4 separate regions of the Mus musculus genome follow, and regions 1, 2 and 4 are each linked to region 3. The links are chromatin contacts, called in public promoter capture Hi-C maps. All regions are on one chromosome and are shown on one strand. The core of a region is the stretch at or near the end of the contact, and the rest is flanking DNA. Distances in the headings are between cores, read along the strand shown.

Evidence for each region. Promoter capture Hi-C pulls out the DNA fragments that hold promoters and counts their contacts.
Region 1: a contact with region 3 is called in a promoter capture Hi-C map of pre-B cells. The contact joins the promoter of Mcts1 here to the promoter of Zbtb33 in region 3. A contact is called at or near these places in 8 of 39 promoter capture datasets (the 3T3-L1 cell line, the C10 cell line, the HPC-7 cell line and 4 more), 3 of 115 datasets of contacts at active chromatin or transcription factors (memory CD8 T cells, microglia and pro-B cells) and 1 of 9 other capture datasets (liver).
Region 2: a contact with region 3 is called in a promoter capture Hi-C map of liver. The contact joins the enhancer-like site here to the promoter of Zbtb33 in region 3. A contact is called at or near these places in 3 of 39 promoter capture datasets (the C10 cell line, the HPC-7 cell line and liver), 3 of 115 datasets of contacts at active chromatin or transcription factors (the 230-238 cell line, effector CD8 T cells and large pre-B cells) and 2 of 9 other capture datasets (adipose tissue and liver).
Region 4: a promoter capture Hi-C map of pre-B cells shows a contact between it and region 3. The contact joins the promoter of Lamp2 here to the promoter of Zbtb33 in region 3. A contact is called at or near these places in 18 of 39 promoter capture datasets (the 3T3-L1 cell line, 3T3-L1-derived adipocytes, the C10 cell line and 12 more), 2 of 15 datasets of contacts at CTCF or cohesin (the NIH/3T3 cell line and large pre-B cells), 8 of 484 Hi-C or Micro-C datasets (the C10 cell line, CD4 T cells, CD8 T cells and 4 more), 15 of 115 datasets of contacts at active chromatin or transcription factors (the 230-238 cell line, T-cell acute lymphoblastic leukemia, astrocytes and 10 more) and 4 of 9 other capture datasets (adipose tissue, liver, macrophages and 1 more).

The regions. Positions count from the first base shown.
Region 1 is chrX:38,597,814-38,602,267 of GRCm38.p6, forward strand. It overlaps Mcts1 (malignant T cell amplified sequence 1), which reads left to right and starts at 2,658. Exons shown (of 6, transcript NM_026902.4): 1 at 2,658-2,965; 2 at 4,116-4,268. The coding sequence starts at 2,955.
Region 2 is chrX:38,484,385-38,488,733 of GRCm38.p6, forward strand. No RefSeq gene overlaps it. Among named protein-coding and RNA genes, the nearest start is that of Lamp2, 30 kb to the left of the region's middle. Within about 2 kb of position 1,332, at least 6 of the 459 cell types and tissues checked have an H3K27ac peak or open chromatin away from gene starts, as enhancers often do. A contact at or near this core is called in liver, where this site is marked.
Region 3 is chrX:38,187,632-38,192,356 of GRCm38.p6, forward strand. It overlaps Zbtb33 (zinc finger and BTB domain containing 33), which reads left to right and starts at 2,162. Exons shown (of 2, transcript NM_020256.2): 1 at 2,162-2,451; 2 at 4,584-4,725. The coding sequence starts at 4,586.
Region 4 is chrX:38,453,057-38,457,949 of GRCm38.p6, forward strand. Lamp2 (lysosomal-associated membrane protein 2) reads right to left here and starts at 3,404. Exons shown (of 9, transcript NM_001017959.2): 1 at 3,193-3,404. The coding sequence starts at 3,247. It overlaps LOC115489130 (a long non-coding RNA gene), which reads right to left and starts at 3,186. Exons shown (of 2, transcript XR_003953097.1): 1 at 2,250-3,186.

The DNA.
Region 1 (4,454 bases), core at 1,408-3,907, 410 kb after region 3:
GTGATGATGAAGGGAAACAACCAGTTCTCTCTCAATAATGTTCCACATTGCTAAGTTATGCTGCTTTTTAGGGTAGATGTATTTAAAGATGCTTTCTTTCTTTTCTTTTTTTAAAAAGATTTATTTGGCTTATTTATTTATTTATTTATTTTTGAGACAGGGTTTCTCTGTAGAGCCCTGGCTGTCCTGGAACTCACTCTGTAGACCATATTTGTTTATTTTTATGTGAATGCACTGTAGCTGTCATCAGACACCCCAGAAGAGGGCATCAGATCCCATTACAGATGGTTGTGAGCGACCATGTGGTTGCTGGGAATTGAACTCAGGACCTCTGGAAGGGCAGCGGGTGCTCTTAACTGCGGAGCCATGTCTCCAGCCCCAACATGCTTTCAATTTAATGATATTTTCAGTTTATAGAATGGGTTTATGGCTTGGTAATCCCATCTTAAATCAGAGAGCATCTGTGTAACTTGTAGCGAATTATCTATTTTCACTAACACTAACCTCCTTAGTAATGGTTGTTTATAATGTACTTGTTATGAAATGCAGGCTCTTAGAGCAGCATGAGAATTGCTAGGAGAGGAGTACTACTTGGCAAGAAGTTGTGGACTTTCTTTTTCCTGAGACAGTTCCATTTTGTAGCCAAGGTGCCGCTGACCTCTCCTCCTTCCTGCCTCGACTTCCATGCTTTGCTCCTGCTAGGATTATACCTAGGGGCTACCATGGCCGACCCAGCTTCAGTTTTGCATGTTTATAAATGCAATATTCCAAATGCTTCAGTGTTGATTGATATTAGTAATACAGATACATGCTAAAGATGTTCACAAAAGACTGATGGGTAAACAGGAATACCAAATTGTTAATTTATAAAGACAAACATAATCGGTCATGCAGATTTGATTGGAAAATATTAAATTATTAAATGAAGATTGTTGATACCATAGAATCAAGACAAGGTAGGCATGGTAACCACTAATTATTCACAAACAGTTGAACAATATAAATGCATAGTAGGTTTGTCTGGAATATTTTAAAGGTTCATATCCCCATTGAGGACTAGAATATTTGCCCCTAGAGAGACTGTGGTATTTGTCTTATAGATCTAGTATTTCTGTGTCTCACATATTGAGTAGTCTTTAATCCCTTTGCCATCATGATTTCGTTTTTTACCTTTCTGATTGAAAACCCTCAAGAAGCATAATTTTGTTTTCTTAAAAAAAAATTTAGGGCTGGAGAGATGTCTCAGTGGTTAAGAGCACTGACTGCTCTTCTGAAGGTCCTGAGTTCAAATCCCAGCAACCACATGGTGGCTCACAACCATCTGTAATGGAATCGATGTCCTCTTCTGGTGTGTCTGAAGACAGCGACAGTGTACTTACACATAATAATAAATAAATCTTTGGGCCGGAGTGAGCAGGGCCTGGGTGAGCAGAGGTTTGAGTTCAATTCTCAGCAACCACATGATGGCTCACAACCATCTGTACAGCTAGAGTGAACTCATATACATAAAATACATAAATAAATCTTTAAGAAAAATGTTTTAGAAAGTATTCAAAGCTTAATGTGGTGGCACATGCTTTTAATCCCAGTACGAGTGAGGCAGAAGCAGGCAGGCGTCTGAATTTGAGGCCAGTCTGATCACCATAAGGAGTTCCAGGTCAGCTAGCATATATAGTGAAACTCTGTCTCAGAGAAAAACAAACAAAACAAAACAAACAACAACCCCCTACCATACAACCAAAATGTATTTCTTTATCTTTTCATTTCACTTGTGACTACTATTACTGGAGCAGCAGTCTTTTTATTCTTTAAGGGAATTACCTTATTTTCCTTTTTTCATTTGTTTTCTTTTAGAGATAGGGTCTCAAGTCTTCTCCAACCCTTCAAGGTTTGTGATTAGGGCATGAGTTATCATGCCTGGGAGGAAATTACATTTTTGTTTGTGTTCAAGAAATCAATTTTATTTGTTTTGCTTCTTTTTCAAGACAGGCTCTCTGTGTAGTTCTAGTTGTTCCGGAACTAGTTCTGTAGACCAGGCTGGCTTTGAACTCAGAGATCATCAGCCTGTCCTGCCCCCACCCCCACCCCAACTCCCATCCCTGTACTGGTTGGTATTAAAAGCTTGTGCCAAGATGTCCTGTTACATTCCTGATTTATAGTTCAGTTTTTAACTATCAGAGTGAAGCAGGGGACAGCAACCTGATGACTTATTTGATAATTCTATGACAGCACTTCACTGTCCAATGATTATAGCTACCAGATTAAAAAAAAGGTTGTTCAATTAAATTCAGAAAAACAAGTAGTTCTTAGCATAAGCAAGGTCAAAACGTAGATGAAGTATACTTGCACCAAAAGGTGTTCACCTTATTTGAAATTCAAATTTGACTAGGTATCTTGTAATTTTATTTGCTGAACCTGACAACTTTGACATTAATTTAACATGAAGCTATGAGGCTCGCCTAGGCTCAAGCAGCTTGATAGGCATCAATTCACTCTGTTGCTTCAGATAGGAAGCAAAACCTATTATCCTTACAAACTATTTAGCATAGTGGTAGGTGGCAACAAAGACCTAAGAATCTTGACCCTTTGAGGAACCCGTAACTGACTGCCACAATTTCTGCTTTGATTGATTCCCTCCCCCACTCTATTCTTCCAGCAACCAGAAAGAATTGCTTGATCACTTCTTCCTTCTGAAGTCCCGCCCTTTCGGCTACCCCCAATGGAGACTAAGCTGTTACTGAAAAGGAGCCGACAAAAGCGTCAACGTGGAGTCGAGAGGAGCGGAAGTAGTCAGATTTCGCTAAGGGCCGTAAAGCGGATAGTGTTTTCGCCTTCCGGATTAACGACAGCAGCTCCGACTGTCAGTGCAGGCCTTCCTCGTGCTGGACCCTTCCTAATTCAATTTCCTTCCCATTCCGGGCCCTTCCCTATCGTCGCCCCTTTCACCTTGGATCATGTTCAAGAAGTAAGGACACGCTGTGGCCTCCATTGGCTGCTTAGAAAGGCGGTGGGGGTGGGGGTGGGGAAGAGGGAGAGAGCAAAGGTCCTCTTTCTCTCTCCCCCGCCCCTGCCATCCTGACTTCCTAAGGTTTTGTAAAGTATAGTACTATGCTCACTTCGGACTTGGACCACTTCTTTAAGCTTTCCATCCTTAATCTTCAGTCGGGGCTTGGCTCTCCCGCTCCCATTTCCTTTTTCCTTAGCCCTGTTCTGCCTTTCCAGCAGTGCTATCTCCATTCCTAGTATTCTACCAATCACATCCTTGCACTGTGATTTAGGGGCACATCCTCAGCTGAGAGGAGAGCCCTGCACTCTGCTATATGTTTATTAGTTATGAACTGAAAAAAGGAAGGCTTGACTTCCTGGGTCATGGCAGTGAGGGAGTCTGGGTGACAGGAAGCAAGCGGCTGGCCTGTCAAGCCTATTGCTAAGCTGCTAGATTAACCTTGTCTTGAGAACAACGTGGTAGCCCTATGTGCTAGTCTGTGTAAGGAAGACCAATTTCCTTGGAAACCTATCCAGTGGGTTTATCTTCCAGATCTGATAGACGCAAAAGGAAAAAAGGGGAACATGGGCAAAGGAAGGTGGGTTTTGTGCATGAAAATTTGAGCAAATCTGGACAGGGATTTTAAAATTATCTCACTATTTCTTTAAAAAAAAAAAAAACAAAAAACAACAGACTACATAGCCTGCTGGGGCTCTCATTCTTTTGTTATGCTTCGGTTAGTCTTTTGTATTTTAATGTGTGAGGTTTCTTTTAGATTAAAAAATAGATTTTTATTAAATAGATGGGAGTCTTTTTTTCCTTTGAGCAGAAATTTTCAGTAAAAGGCATTTTTGTTAGCTGACAACAGATTCTAGCATAACAATTTCTTTGCCCCCAATAATTGCAGTATGTATGAGAGTTTATTCTAATACTGTCTTTAACACGTTGGTTTTGTATTGTATAAGACAAATGGAAATTTGTATTTTAAAAACAATTTATTTCATAATTATTTTAAGCATGAGTACTTGCTTGGGAATAGATGATTAATTAGAACCTTACTTTTAGATTTCTGATTCTTCTGCTTAGCAATGCCCTTTTTTTTTCTCTTCAAAAAAAAATCATTTGCCAGATTTGATGAAAAAGAAAATGTGTCCAACTGCATCCAGTTGAAAACCTCGGTTATTAAGGGTATTAAAAATCAATTGCTAGAGCAATTTCCAGGTATTGAACCATGGCTTAATCAAATCATGCCTAAGAAAGACCCTGTGAAAATTGTCCGATGGTAAGTCCTTGTTTTTTTCCATGTAAAGATTAGAGTAGCTGAATATCAAAGGTTAGGTTGTTTTCATTCTAAATGGAATTATTATCGATAGAGCAATGATGAGAATAGACAGAGTTAACTCTAAAAGTTAGTTGTATTTCTATTTTCAAATCTTATCTATGTATATGAAAATGCTACTTTGTGTAA
Region 2 (4,349 bases), core at 82-2,581, 300 kb after region 3:
TGTGCCTCATCCATTAAGTGCTGAGGAGACACAATAGAGAAAGGACTATTAGAGAAGAACCCTGAGGAACAGAAATAACGTTACCAATGCTGCTTCTGCAAGGTCTACTTGAGAACCCAGCAGAGGATGCACTGGCAAAGGACGGGAATGCCTCTCTCAGCATCTAGAGATAGAATTCAGGGGATGCACACAATGTGAAAGGAAAACAGAGCATAATCGTCTAAAGCAGTGGTTCTCAGCCTTCCTATAACTGAGACCCTTTAATATATGTCTTAGGGTTTATACTGCTGTGAACAGACACCATGACCAAGGCAAGTCTTATAAAACACAACATATAATTGGGGCTGCCTTACAGGTTCAGAGGTTCAGTCCATTATCATCAAGGCAGGAAGCTTGGCAGCACTCAGGCAGGCATGGCACAGGAGGAGCTGAGAGTTCTACATCATCTGAAGGCTGCTTGCAGAATACTCACTTCCAGGAAGCTAGGACTAGAGTATTAAAGCCCACACCCACAGTGACACACGTACTCCAAGGCCATACCTGCTAAGAGTGCCATTCCCTGGGCCAAGCATATTCAAACCATCACAATACACTTCCTCATATTGTGGTGACCCCCAACCATAACATTGTTTTCGTTGCTACTCCATAATGGTAAATTTGCTACAGTTAAGAATCATACTGTTGAAAGATCCTGGCAGAATGTAAAAGGACACAGAAGCCCTGAAATTGGCAAGATAGACGTCAGTGTTAGCAGAACTAGCTTCACTGATTTAGAAAAATAGAGGTGCACAATGCTCTGGCCACTCCTTGAACCTGTGTGTCTGCCAATGTTCTGACCAGGTGTGTGCCCATTGCTGCACCTTCATTAGACTCTTTCCTTGTACCCCTCCCATACTCATTTCTTGAGAATAGACATTGTTTAGATCTGGAAATCCCCTAATCTCCCCCTTCTCCTTTCCCCCCTGAGGGCCTATAAAAACTGGGAACTCTTTCCCCTCGAGGTCGACTCCTCTACCCCTGCGTGGGATATGAGTCGTCCACAGAGCTCTGGCTTTCCCCGAATAAAGCCTCATGTGGTTTGCAACAAGCTCAATCTGTCGTGAGTTCTTGGGTATCCGCTATTGTCCTGAGGCCTGAGAGAGGGGCTCCTCTCGGAGTCTTTCATTTGGGGGCTCGTCCCGGGATTGGCGTGACCACCCACATCTCCGAAGACCCAGTTGGAGGTGAAATTTTTTGTCCAAAATATTTCTGTAAGCCGGCTAGGTTCTGTGCTGAAATTTGCAGCCGCAACGTCGACCTTTGCCTCGGGATGAGGCACTGAGTGTAAACAGCAGACGTGCTGGAATCACCGGCTGCTGTTCGCTCTGGGGGACGCCCTGAGCGAGGGGAAGGACTCTAGGAGTCCGTCTGGGGCAGGGAGTGTACTCCCTCGACCATCTGTATTTCTGATGCCCTGAGCGAGGGGAAGGACTCTAGGAGTCCGTCTGGGGCGGGGAGTGTACTCCCTTGACCATCTGTATTTCTGAAGCCCTGAGCGAGGGGAAGGACTCTAGGAGTCTGTCTGAGGCGGGGAGTATACTCCCTTGACAATCTGCATTTCTGAGTTGGTTTTGTCTGTTTGATGGAAAACAGGCATCTGTCAGTGTGTGTTTGTTTTTTTTTTGTGTCTGTTTTCAGGCATTTGTCAGTGTGTATTTGTTTTTTGTGTCTGTTTTCAGGTATTTGTCAGTGTGTGTATGTGTGTTTTCTGTGTTTGTTTTGTATTTTCCATGGTACTGGACGGACTGTAACAACCCCCCTAAGTTTGACATTAGACCACTGGACTGAAGTTAGATCAAGGGCCCATAATCTTTCAGTAGAAATTAAGAAGGGACCCTGGCAGACTTTCTGCGCCTCCGAGTGGCCGACTTTTAATGTAAAATGGTCACTGGAAGGGACTTTTGGTTTACTCTTTATCTTTGAGGTTAAAGCCATTGTTTTTCAGAGTAAACCTTGGTCCCACCTGGATCAACAGCCTTACCTCATTCAGAATTCACCGCCATAAATCAAACCATGGGTTCCCCCACGCCTCTCAGAGCCCTCCCCCGGCTGCTCCCATGCACTGGAGTGGGTCAGCACAGTGCCCTCCCTTTCTGCCCTAAGAAGCAGTCCCTGCACCCGGCTCTGAGATTGCTAAAGGCACAGTCTGAGGACCGAGGACCTACAGCTGGGACCCGGAGCCGACAAGCCCAGAGTCCCCCAGCAGATGAAGCTCCTGACGCCACTTCTGCCTTTTCCTTTGCGAGCTATGGGCAACCTGCCCACAGACAGGCAGTTTCTGCAGACCCTCCAATATTGGCCTTTTTCATCGGCTGATCTGTACAATTAGAACACTGGGTTCCCTCTGGACCGGCCAGATTAGAACTACAACACGGCGCAAGGTAAGGAGAGGTTGACAGTTTACTGGCCAGGCTCTAGTCTAAAGGGAGCGATGAGACGCCCCACCAATTTGGCTAAGGTAAGAGAAGTGATGCAGGGCCTTACAGAGCCCCCATCTGTTTTTCTAGAAAGATTGATAGAAGCTTATAGATACTATACTCCTTTTAACCCGACCTCTGAGGGTTAACAAGCCGCGGTTGCTATGGCTTTTAAAGATTACATGCCATGGCTTTACAAGATTTAGTTAAGGAGGCAGAGAAGGTGTATCACAAGAGAGAAACAGAGAGAGAATACAGGAGAGGAATTTAAGCAGGATTTTGGCGGCAGTAGTAGGGGAACGTGAAGGAAGGAACAGGCCAGAGAATAGACAGACAGGGTATCTGGGCAACAAGGAACCCAGACCTGAAAGAAGATCTGTCCAGAAGATTTTAGAGAAGGACCAATGTGCCTATTGCAAGGAAAAAGGACATTGGGCACGAGAATGCCCAAAGAAAAAGGGAAGGGCCCCTAAGGTCCTGACTCTGAAAGATGATAAATAGGGGAGACGGGGCTCAGGCCCCCTCCCCGAGTCTAGGGTAACCCTGATGGTGAAAGAGACTCCCATGGACTTTTTAATTGACACAGGGGCAGAACATTCTGTGTTGAAACATCCACTGAGAAAATTAAAAAAATAAAAGAACCATAGTGATTGGAGCCACTGGTCAGAAACAATATCCCTGGACCACTGCACGCACTGTAGATCTGGGGAAAGGCCAAGTGAGTCATTCCTTCTTGGTCATTCCTGAGTGTCCCACACCGCTTCTAGGAAGAGATCTTCTGACTAAATTAAAGGCCCAGATCAGATTTACCTAAGAAGGGCCGAGAGTAACTTGGGAATCTCCCACCTCCGTAGTCTTAGCCCTGCAGCTTGAGGAAGAGTACCGATTGCATGAAGGCATAAAGCAAACAGAGGTGCCAGACCTAAAAGACTGGTTGACTGCTTTCCCTAGAGCATGGGCAGAGACTGGAGGCATGGGAATGGCTGTCAGAGTTCCCCCTGTGGTTGTGGGACTGAAGACAGATGCAACCCCTATAGGAGTGCAACAATATCCAATGAGCCGTGAAGCAAGAGATGGAATCAGGCCACATATTCAGAGACTATTACAATTAAGTATTTTGGTACCTTGCCAGTCACCCTGGAATGTTCCTTTACTGCCGGTAAAGAAACCTGGCACGAGTGACTACCGACCAGTCCAAGACCTGAGAGAGGTCAATAAGAGGGTCCAAGATATTCACCCAACTGTTCCTAATCCCTATAACCTCCTCAGCTCACTCCCTCTGGAGTGAAAATGGTACTCAGTATTTGATTTAAAAGATGCTTTCTTTTGCCTGAAGTTACATCCCTCCAGCCAGCCCATATTCGCCTTTGAGTGGAGAGATCCTGACACTGGACAAACGGGATAATTGACCTGGACATGGTCACCCCAGGGGTTCAAAAACTCCCCCACCCTTTTTGATGAGGCTCTACATCGAGATTTAGCCTCCTGAGCTGAAAACTGCCAGATAACTCTGCTTTAATGTGCTGATGACTTGCTCCTTGCTGCAACCACGGAAGAGAATGCTGGCAGGGAACCAAGAGATTGCTAGCAGAACTGGGTGAGTTGGGTTACCGGGCCTCTGCTAAAAAAGCCCAGCTATGTCAGATGGAAGTAGTCTACTTGAGATATACCCTCTGAGATGGCAAACGGTGGCTGACAGAGGCTAGAAAAAGGACTGTGACTCAAATACCAAAACCGGCTACTCCAAGACAGGTGAGAGAATTCTTGGGCAACGCTGGGTTCTGCAGACTTTGGATACCTGGGTTTGCAACACTGGCCGCCCCCTGTACCCCCTGACCAAGGAAAGTGGAGAATTTAGATGGACATCAGAACATCAGAAAGCCTTTGAAAATA
Region 3 (4,725 bases), core at 912-3,411:
TGGGAAAGGATCTTTACCTATCCTAAATCAGATAGGGGACTAATATCCAATATATATAAAGAACTGAAGAGAGTGGACTCCAGAAAATCAAATAACCCCATTAAAAAATGGGGCACAGAGCTAAACAAAGAATTCTCACCTGAGGAATACTGAATGGCTGAGAAGCACCTGAAAAAATGTTCAGCATCCTTAATCATCAGAGAAATGCAAATCAAAACAACCCTGAGATTCCATCTCTCACCAGTCAGAATGGCTAAGATCAAAAATTCAGGTGACAGCAGATGCTGGCGAGGATGTGGAGAAAGAGGAACACTCCTCCATTGTTGGTGGGATTGCAATCTTGTACAACCACTCTGGAAATCAGTCTGGTGGTTCCTCAGAAAATTGGACATAGTACTACCGGAGGATCCCACAATACCTCTTCTGGGCATATATCCAGAAGATGTTCCAACTGGTAAGAAAGACACATGCTCCACTATGTTCATAGCAGCCTTATTTATAATAGCCAGAAGCTGGAAAGAACCCAGATGCCCCTCGACAGAGGAATGGATACAGAAAATGTGGTACATTTACACAATGGAATACTACTCAGCTATTAAAAAGAATGAATTTATGAAATTCCTAGCCAAATGGATGGACCTGGAGGGCATCATCCTGAGTGAGGTAACACAATCACAAAAGAACTCAAATGATATGTACTCACTGATAAGTAGATATTAGCCCAGAAACTTAGTATACCCAAGATATAAGATACAATTTGCAAAACACATGAAACTGAAGAAGAATGAAGACCAAAGTGTGGACACTTTGCCCCTTAGAATTGGGAACAATCACCCATGGAAGGAGTTATATAGACGAAGTTTGGAGCTGAGACAAAAGGATGGACCATCTAGAGACTGCCATATCCAGGGATCCATCCCATAATCAGCCTCCAAACGATGACACCATTGCATACACTAGCAAGAGTTTGCTGAAAGGACCCTCATATAGCTGTCCCTTGTGAGACTATGCCGGGGCCTAGCAAACACGGAAGTGGATGCTCACAGTCAGCTATTGGATGGATCACAGGGCCCCCAATGGAGGAGCTAGAGAAAGTATCCAAGGAGCTAAAGAGATCTGCAACCCTGTAGGTGCAACAACATTATGAACTAACCAGTACCCTGGAGCTCTTGACTCTAGCTGCATATGTATCAAAAGATGGCCTAGTCGCCGTCACTAGAAAGAGAGGCCCATTGGACATGCAAACTTTATATGCCCCAGTACAGGGGAACGCCAGGGCCAAAAAGTGGGACTGGGTGGGTAGGGGAGTGGGGGGGTGTGTGTGGGACTTTTGGGCTAGCATTGGAAATGTAATTGAGGAAAATACATAATAAAAAATATTTTAAAAAATAATGATAAACAATACAAATATTATTGCCTTTCAAGGTAGGGCTCATTTGACACTATTTGGTTTGTTATTCCTTCTCTGTAGTTCTATACTTTTAAAATACTTTTATTCGTGTGTATGTACCTGCCGAGCCCTCTGAAATGAGAGAAACTTGTCTTATCTGCTTTTCTATCCCACAGGGCCTGGAGTATATTTGCTGCAGATCAAATGTGATCTCTATGTTAATAGATATGCAGTTAACAAGATATTGCATGCACCATTTAACATTCGATTAACAAGAGTTATCAGAACACAGGTTTCTTCTTAAAAGTAGACAGTGTAATGTGGTTTTCTTGTTATCCTACAATTTGAATTAGTATGAGTTAAATTTTAGTATGCAGATTGTATTCAAGGTGGCTTGTTATCCAAGCAACAGGCTAACAGGGCAGACTTCAAACATGCAAAAGAACTGGAATTTATACAACCTCTGAACATTTTTAAGCCCTCGGGACTTAAGGGAGTTTGAACAAACAAGACTAGCCTCCCTGCCACTCCTAACAGTGTCATCGGATCTTTGTCTGTCTCACGGAGCCGAGCTCTTAAGAGAATCACAGAACACTTAGAAAAATGCTTCGCAGTCACGGAAAGAGCCGAAGGCGGGCTTCGCGCTCTTCCGGACAACCCCGGGCTGCTCTCGGAAGAGGAAGGCGAGGAAGCCACGCCTCCCACGCTGCGCCCTCTGTCGGCGGAGCCCGGCGCCCGAGCCGCGTCCGTGGAAGCCGCTTTGACGTCGGCGGAAACTGGAGCGACATTTAAAGCGGCAGCAGCGGCGCTGCGGAGTCCGGCTGCTTGGGGTAGGACTCTGACCCTGCCTCGGCCCCGAGGAGGAGAAAGCGGCCGCCGCGGAGCAGGTGAGGAGTGGGCTGGGCACCGGGCCCGGGAGACGGAGCCCGCCTACGCCTTCCATGCCCTGGCCGCGCCTACGCTTGCGGCCGCCTCGCTTGAACCAGGAAGCAGCGGAGCCCGAGGCCTTGGCTCCTCTGCTCTTTCTTTGTGTGGGTCCCGGAGCTCTACCAAGAGAACCGGTAAGGCGCGGCGTGGTCCCCTTCTCTGTCCAGTGCCAGAGGCACCCGGTACCCTTGCATAAGCCTTAGGGCGTGGGGGACGCCGCCAAGTACCCACTTGGCTTTCTCCCTCTCCATTCGTCCGCTTTGGGGGGCGGGGAAGGGGGCTCTTTTCCCACCTCCCTACTAGTTTGATTGAGCTTTACTATGGGGCCCATCCTCCTCTTTAGATCCTTCTTTGGACACAACAATGCTTCCGGCTTCGCATGGCCCGCTACCCCCAACAGAGTACCCTTAGGAGCTAGGCCTACTTTCTTCAACACCCCTCAACCCCCCTGCCTTCGTTCTGCTGTTTGCATCGCCATCCCTGTTTGTGTTTTCACGTGAATTGACGTTTAAAAGCTCAGTTGCACCAAAGTTCAAAGGAAGAAGAGGGAGATGGTGGAAGAGGGAGAGATGGACAACAGCTGCAGGGAGCCCTGTAGTGTTGGTTTGTTTCCCCCCCTCTGGCCCGTGGCATTTTTCTCTTCCCTACTGTCACCAGCCTTCTAAACCAGCCAACAACCAAAGATGTGTTACACAATGCTATGAGATGCCTTTTCCGTAGGCAGGTCGCAAATCTCTGGGGAGGAAAGGTTTGAGACCCACTTGGGGTGATCCTGGGCTAACCCTGACCAGCTGGATACCTAATCAAAATGAAACCAGGTCCCAGTATCACCTAGACACCTACATTTGAATCATTCCCATGTTGGAAAAAAAAAACCCTTATTTTCCAATTATAAAAATCATGTGGCCATATACAGAAATCTCTCCACTTGAAAGTGGTTTCTGTTGAAACCTTCATGTTTTGGATTGTTGGCAGATTGTCTAAAGGTCACACTTTGTGATGAATGCCTTTGTGATTGCCTGTAATTCCTTGGTGCTGTTAAAATGGAGTAGCTAACATGGTTTTAATTTTTGGCTTTTAGACTTTTAAAGTTATGATGTTTTAAATACAGAGATACTCATGCCTCCCTTGTGTGTTTATATGTGAGCATGTGTGTGTGTGTGTGTGTGTGTGTGTGTGTGTGTTTGTGTGTGTGTGTGTAAGTACCAGGTGACAGTGACATTCTTTAGTAACTTATTAATAAAATAATTCTCTACCAAATGTACTTAGCAAGGAATGGTTAATATATAATATTTGTATAACATGTGTTTTGTGCTTATAAGTATTTTAATATGCATATGGGTCCTTTGCACTTCAGATGCACTCTGAACTCAATAGCTTCCGTGAAATGCCAAAAGAAAGTGTTTGGAGTGTCCCACAGCAGCAACAGTTGCCTGCTTCTCTGTTGTAACTAGTTACTGTTTTTGCTTGCACTGACTCCTTTGAAGAGAACTGGGTCTTCTACAAGTGAACATCATTCTTTACCAACAACATATGTTTGCAGTTTTTATGTAAATAGGCACCGAGGAGGGGCGCTCTCCCTTTCTGTTTGTTTCTTCACTAGAGTATGTGTTGACTTCACTTGGCACTCTGTCTAACGCTGCATCTCTACAAAGTGCAAGGCAGAATAGAAGGATAAGGGGTAGGTAGAAATAATGGGAAATTGTGAGGCGCTAATTGTCAGTGTCCGTAATTGGCCTTGGCTGTGAGGGTGAACTTTTGAATAGGATGTAACTAATAAGATTAGAGGTGAAGTTGAAGGGTATAAATTTCAGACTAAATATTAAACACACTAAACTTTTCTGGCATTTGAAGAAGTAATTCATATGCTTAATGGTGAAGATTTTTCTTAAAATGAAAAATTCTTATCTCTTGAGGAAAAATGAAGTAAAGTTGGGACTAGGAAAGTGAATTCTAAGTTTAAAAGGGTGATTAGTGGAAATGCATTTTCCTGAATTTCAAAGGAAGGCGACCAAGGAGATTATTGTTCAGATCTGCATGGCAATTTCAAAGTTTCTTGACATTTCTCAGAGTAAGTCCTAAGATTTGACACACAGTCAAAAGCTAGTGTATGTAAGAGCATGTTTAAAGGTCAAGATTTACACCAAATATTGACTAAAATGTAAACTGTTTACCATACCTATGCCTCACATTTCGAATAGTCAGGTACTTTGGGGTTTTTCCCTCCCTAATCCTCCCCTCTTTCCCTCTTCTCTTTCCCTTATAGGCATGGAGAGTAGAAAACTGATTTCTGCTACAGACATTCAGTACTCTGCCAGTCTGCTGAACTCCTTGAATGAACAGCGTGGCCATGGTCTCTTTTGTGATGTTACTGTTATTGTGGAAGACCGAAAATTCCGGGCCCATAG
Region 4 (4,893 bases), core at 2,154-4,653, 270 kb after region 3:
AGAGATGGAATAGAATTATGAAGTTTGCAAGCTGAACCAGTACACCAAGCAGAGTACACATTCAGGACTGGTACCCACTTAAGTACCAAGACACAGTTATGCCTACAGTTTTCAAAATCCTATTCTTGGGTGTCCATTTTGACATGAAAATGTAAAACATGTGCCGGGCGTGATGGCACACGCCTTTAATCCCAGCACTCAGGAGGCAGAGGCAGGCGGATTTCTGATTTCTGAGGCTAACCTAGTCTACAAAGTGCGTTCCAGGACAGCCAGGGCTATACAGAGAAACCCTGTCTCGAAAAACCAAAAAAAAAGTAAAACGTAAAATCCAAAAACAATTCTTAAGATCCGCAGAATCTTCCTCAGCCTGACAGCAAACCAGGATATGCCTGAAAGAAGAGCTGTGCAGACCTAAAAACTAGATCGTGGGGGCTGGAGGGGGCTCATCCATCACTCTTCCAGAGAACCCAGTTGATTCCCAGCACCCACATGGCAACTCACGAGTGTCTGTGCAAACTCCAGTTCCAGGGGGATATGATTGCCCCCCTCAAACTGCCACTGGTACCAGGGACACATGTAATACACAGACATACAGGCAGAGAAAAATACATAAATAAAATATAGATAAATCAAAAAATATGAAAAAAAAACCCAACCCTGCATCCTACATTATTGCTCCTGTAACTCCCTTGCTGAAGTTGTGGATGGAATCAGCTCAGGAAACATCTACAAGGATGGATCTAGTTAACTACAAGCCACTAGGTTTGAGCTGTTCTTCTATGCACTAAGCCTTATCTGTTTACTTTCTGCAATGAGCGTGTACTGCTTTTTTAAATGCAAAAGAAAAGACTTCATTAAAAAAAAATTAATGGCACAAAAGCCAGCACATAGGTAATGTACTTTTCTCACTTTCTCTGAACAATAACAGCATTATGTTTGTGCAGATTCAATTGGCAGGGAATTACTGGTTAATAGGCCTTTGTCAGATGTTCTCTCATCACTGATAAGGTGTTTTCCACTGCAAACAAGCCTCTCTTTGGGGGTCAGCCAGTAAGTGCCTCACAGGTAAGGCTAAGAATTAGGTGTGCGTGCCAAGCCTCGTGACCCAACTTCAGAAGTGTTAGAGGAGTTTCTTACACAGTATGGTCAGCTAGATCAAGGGCCTGCAAATATATTAGAGTCAGAACGTTCTGGTCTATGGAAGACGTCACAGAGTCTCGGCTTAGGTGAATTATATCTGCTGGCATTTACTAGTATTAGAAATGAAAGTTGATAAATTAAGAAATGGCGAGGACAATAGAATCATATCAGCACATATTATGTATACAACATCTAGAAAACTCTACTGTGTATAAGCAAAAGTCTAGGAGGAAAAGAAGAAAGACCTTAATATGGTTGGGGAAGGTTTTCATTCCAAAGGCTCCCTAGTAAGCGTCTTGGGAGTCACGGGAGGAGCCCACTGGATGCTGTGCTCTCACATTTGGCACTGCTGATGTTGAAAGAGAGAACTCTTTCTTGAGAGGGGCTGTTCCTGTCCTTGCAAGCAGGTTAGCAGGATCCCTGGCCTCTATCCACTCGAAGCTGCCCAGTGGGACACACAAAAATTCCTCTGGACTACATATATCTATACAAATACTTATAAGCATCTAATAACAAAAAAACAGAAGGCATGGGTTTGAATAAGGGAAGGGAGAAGTATATGGGAAGATTTAGAGGTGGAGAAGGGAGGGGGAAATATAATTGAAATACAATCTCAAAAAAAAAAAAACCTCAAAAGCTATTATGGAAAAAAATTAATGCCTCTAAGAAGATATTGCCAAATGCCCACTGTGTAAGAACACACTGTACCAGTTGATTCTATCCCACCAACATGTGAATTACAAATGCAATTCTTTTGCTTTCTCAAAGCCCCCTCAATAGGCCTATCTCCAGCCCATTCTGGTGGGTCTTTTTCTTCTATCTCTTTATTAAAGCACAAACAGCAGAAGGCACAAGGTAACAAGGAGCAGAGTAAATCAGGTCAGGAGGACACTGGGATCAAAGTTCAAGCCTAGGCTGTTATGGACTCTCAAGTCTATTGGGACAGATCACAAACAACCAACATTATTAACCCAGCAACTCTTCCCACCACTTTAAAACCACGACTAAGCTGACCTGTAGTGAGGAAAAAAAAGAAGCAGAAAAAAAAAAAAATCCAAGCGGTTGTGAAGAAAATGGATTGAATATACAAAGCTCAGATACACAATTACCATCTTGGAAGCTCCCCGGCTTTAGCATCTAGGGGTATTTCTGTCCGGTGTCTGGCTGGGAGGAAGTAGCGAAAGTTATTCGAGAAAAACAAACAAAGCAACAAAAATCAAGCAAACCAACAACAATAACAAAAAAAAAAAAAAAAACAAAACGAAACAAAAAAACCGAGATCCTCACCACCTTTAAGTCAGATACTCACCCCCCACCAAAGTTATCAACTCATCCCTTTAGTCTCCAGAGGTTGGATATAACTTTTCTTTCCGGAAGTTACTCCAGCCCCAGTCACTATATGTATATGTATGTACGTGTGTGTGTATCCCTTCACTCTCAAAACTCCAAGGCCATTCCTTAGCTCTTCAATCACTGCTTCTCCCAGCCTCAAGTCCTACCTACAAAGCTCCCAAAACGGTGTCTCTGTCCCTTGGGCCCTACTGTCCTATCTACCTACCCCCCTATGCCCTCCCCCTCCCCAATAATTTCACGAGGGTACAGCGCCTTCCGTTCCAAATTCATTTCTCGCTCTACACTTTTTTTTCACCATCTTTAAAACTCTCCCCTGATCCAGGAAACCAAGCCTCCCCGGTGTCTGCTCCCCGACTCTTTTTCCAAGTTGCTCTCTCTAGCCCAGAGGTCTAGAACTCTGCGCTCCTCTTGCCTAATCCCTTGACGTCGTCCTCCCTCGTCCCCTTACTTGCCCCGCTGTTACTCTCAGAGGCCCTCCTGGCGGGCCATCCCACGGCCAGGCCTTCCTCCAGGTCGTGTGTCCCCCCCTCCCGGCCCCCCCGCGTCCCCCCTCCGCCGCCGCCTCGGGCCGCCGCCGCCCAGTGTCAGCTGTTCGGTCTCTCAAAGCCTTCTCAAAGACCAGTCTTTCAGGTTGTGGCCTTTGAAACTCCCCGATCCCCCGGGCCCGGCTCAAAGACACCAGAGGGCCCGAAAACTCACCTAGGAACAGAAAGATCAGGATGAGCTTTGCGCCTTTAACCGGAGAGAGGCACATCGTGATCCCTCAGGCCAGGCGACCACCGGACCGACAATTCCAACGAATCCCCTCGCAGCCCTGCGGAAGCGAAAGCACGAGAGACCACCGACCGAGGCACCCAGGCACCGCAAAAGCCTGGACTCGCCGCTTCAGCTGGAGTCATAAGACCAGGGGCGGGGTTCTTTATTCCTTTCAGCCAATCAGCATGCTTAGAAACTGAGAGGGAGGCGGTGATGTCCGGGCAGGAGGGCGGCGTGGCCACGCCCTGGCTTTTTGGTTCACAGCCATTATTAAACTAGAAAGAGTTGTGCGAGGAGGGCATTTTTTTAAGGCTAGCAGGAAAGGAGGAACTTTGATGCTTGTAGACAGTGGGTTATTTCTATTCTAGGTCCTTGAGAACAAACAGCATCATTTTTTCTGGCAACAAAACGGCTGCTAGGCCTCTCAAGATATATATGTATGTAAATTTATATATGAAAATATATGTAAAAAATAATACACGATTATTCAAGTATAGAGACCACCTACACAGTTTATACTATAGGTGGATAGGGAAGCTAGGGGGTATGGAGTCATTAACGACCAGATCAGACCATGCTCTTGAAGTTCAAAGTTATAACACTCTCTTTCCTTGATGGGGAAATTGAAGTCAGAAAGAGGAAGCATATTTTTAAATAGAGGAAGAAAAAAAGAGAGAGAAATAAGAATAGAAGGAAATCAAGATCACTCCCATTACTACCCAGAGACACTCTTTACAAAATACATAAACTCCCAGATATTTTTCTATCTGGAATACAAATACAGTTAATGTTCTCTAATGAGTTCATACTAACCCGTATTCTGTACGCTTGCCAAGTGAACAGTAAACAAACATGTCTCAAAACAACAGAGGAAAACAACATTAACGTAAAACTCCAGAGTTGGAATAAAGCAATGACCTTCAAATGTTGCTTCCCAAAACACACACACTCACACACACACACACACACACACACACACTCTTCTCAGGGATTTTGGAAGTAGTTTTTGTTTTGTTTATTTTACCTGATGATGCCTTAGAGACTCTGAAACAAATGCCCTTTTTCCTACAAGCTTACTGTTTGTTTGAGGTTTAATCCTCACTAAGTTGCCTAATAGTTTGACCTTACACTTAAAGTATAGCTGTAGTTCAGGTGGCACTTGAACATATGATTCCTCTGCCTCGGCATGCCTAGTAGCTTGGATTGCAGGGTTTCTCCTCCCATCCTGTCTTATTCCTTTACTAAACAAACACCTGGGGTGATTCTGATGCTGAGGCCCATGAACTGCACTTAGAAAAGTACTAAAAGCCGTGGTGGCGCATGCCTTTAATCCCAGCACTCCAGAGGCAGAGGTAGGCAGATCTCTGTGAGTTTGAGGTCAGCCTGTTCTACAGAGCAAGTTTCAGGACAGCCAGGTTCTGTTTGCACAGAGAAACCCTGTTTCAAAACAAACAAACAAATAAAAAGACAAAGAGAAGCTCTAAAACATAGCTTCAAAGTCATGCAGTTTGGGAGATCTTTAATCTGTGGCTCTATTTAAAAATAAGCTTAAGAAGAGATTTGTGGGGGCAGTTTAGTGAATTCTCAGAAATTCCATGAGACACTGGTGAGGATTTTTCTGTGGAACTTTATAGATTTAGTTAA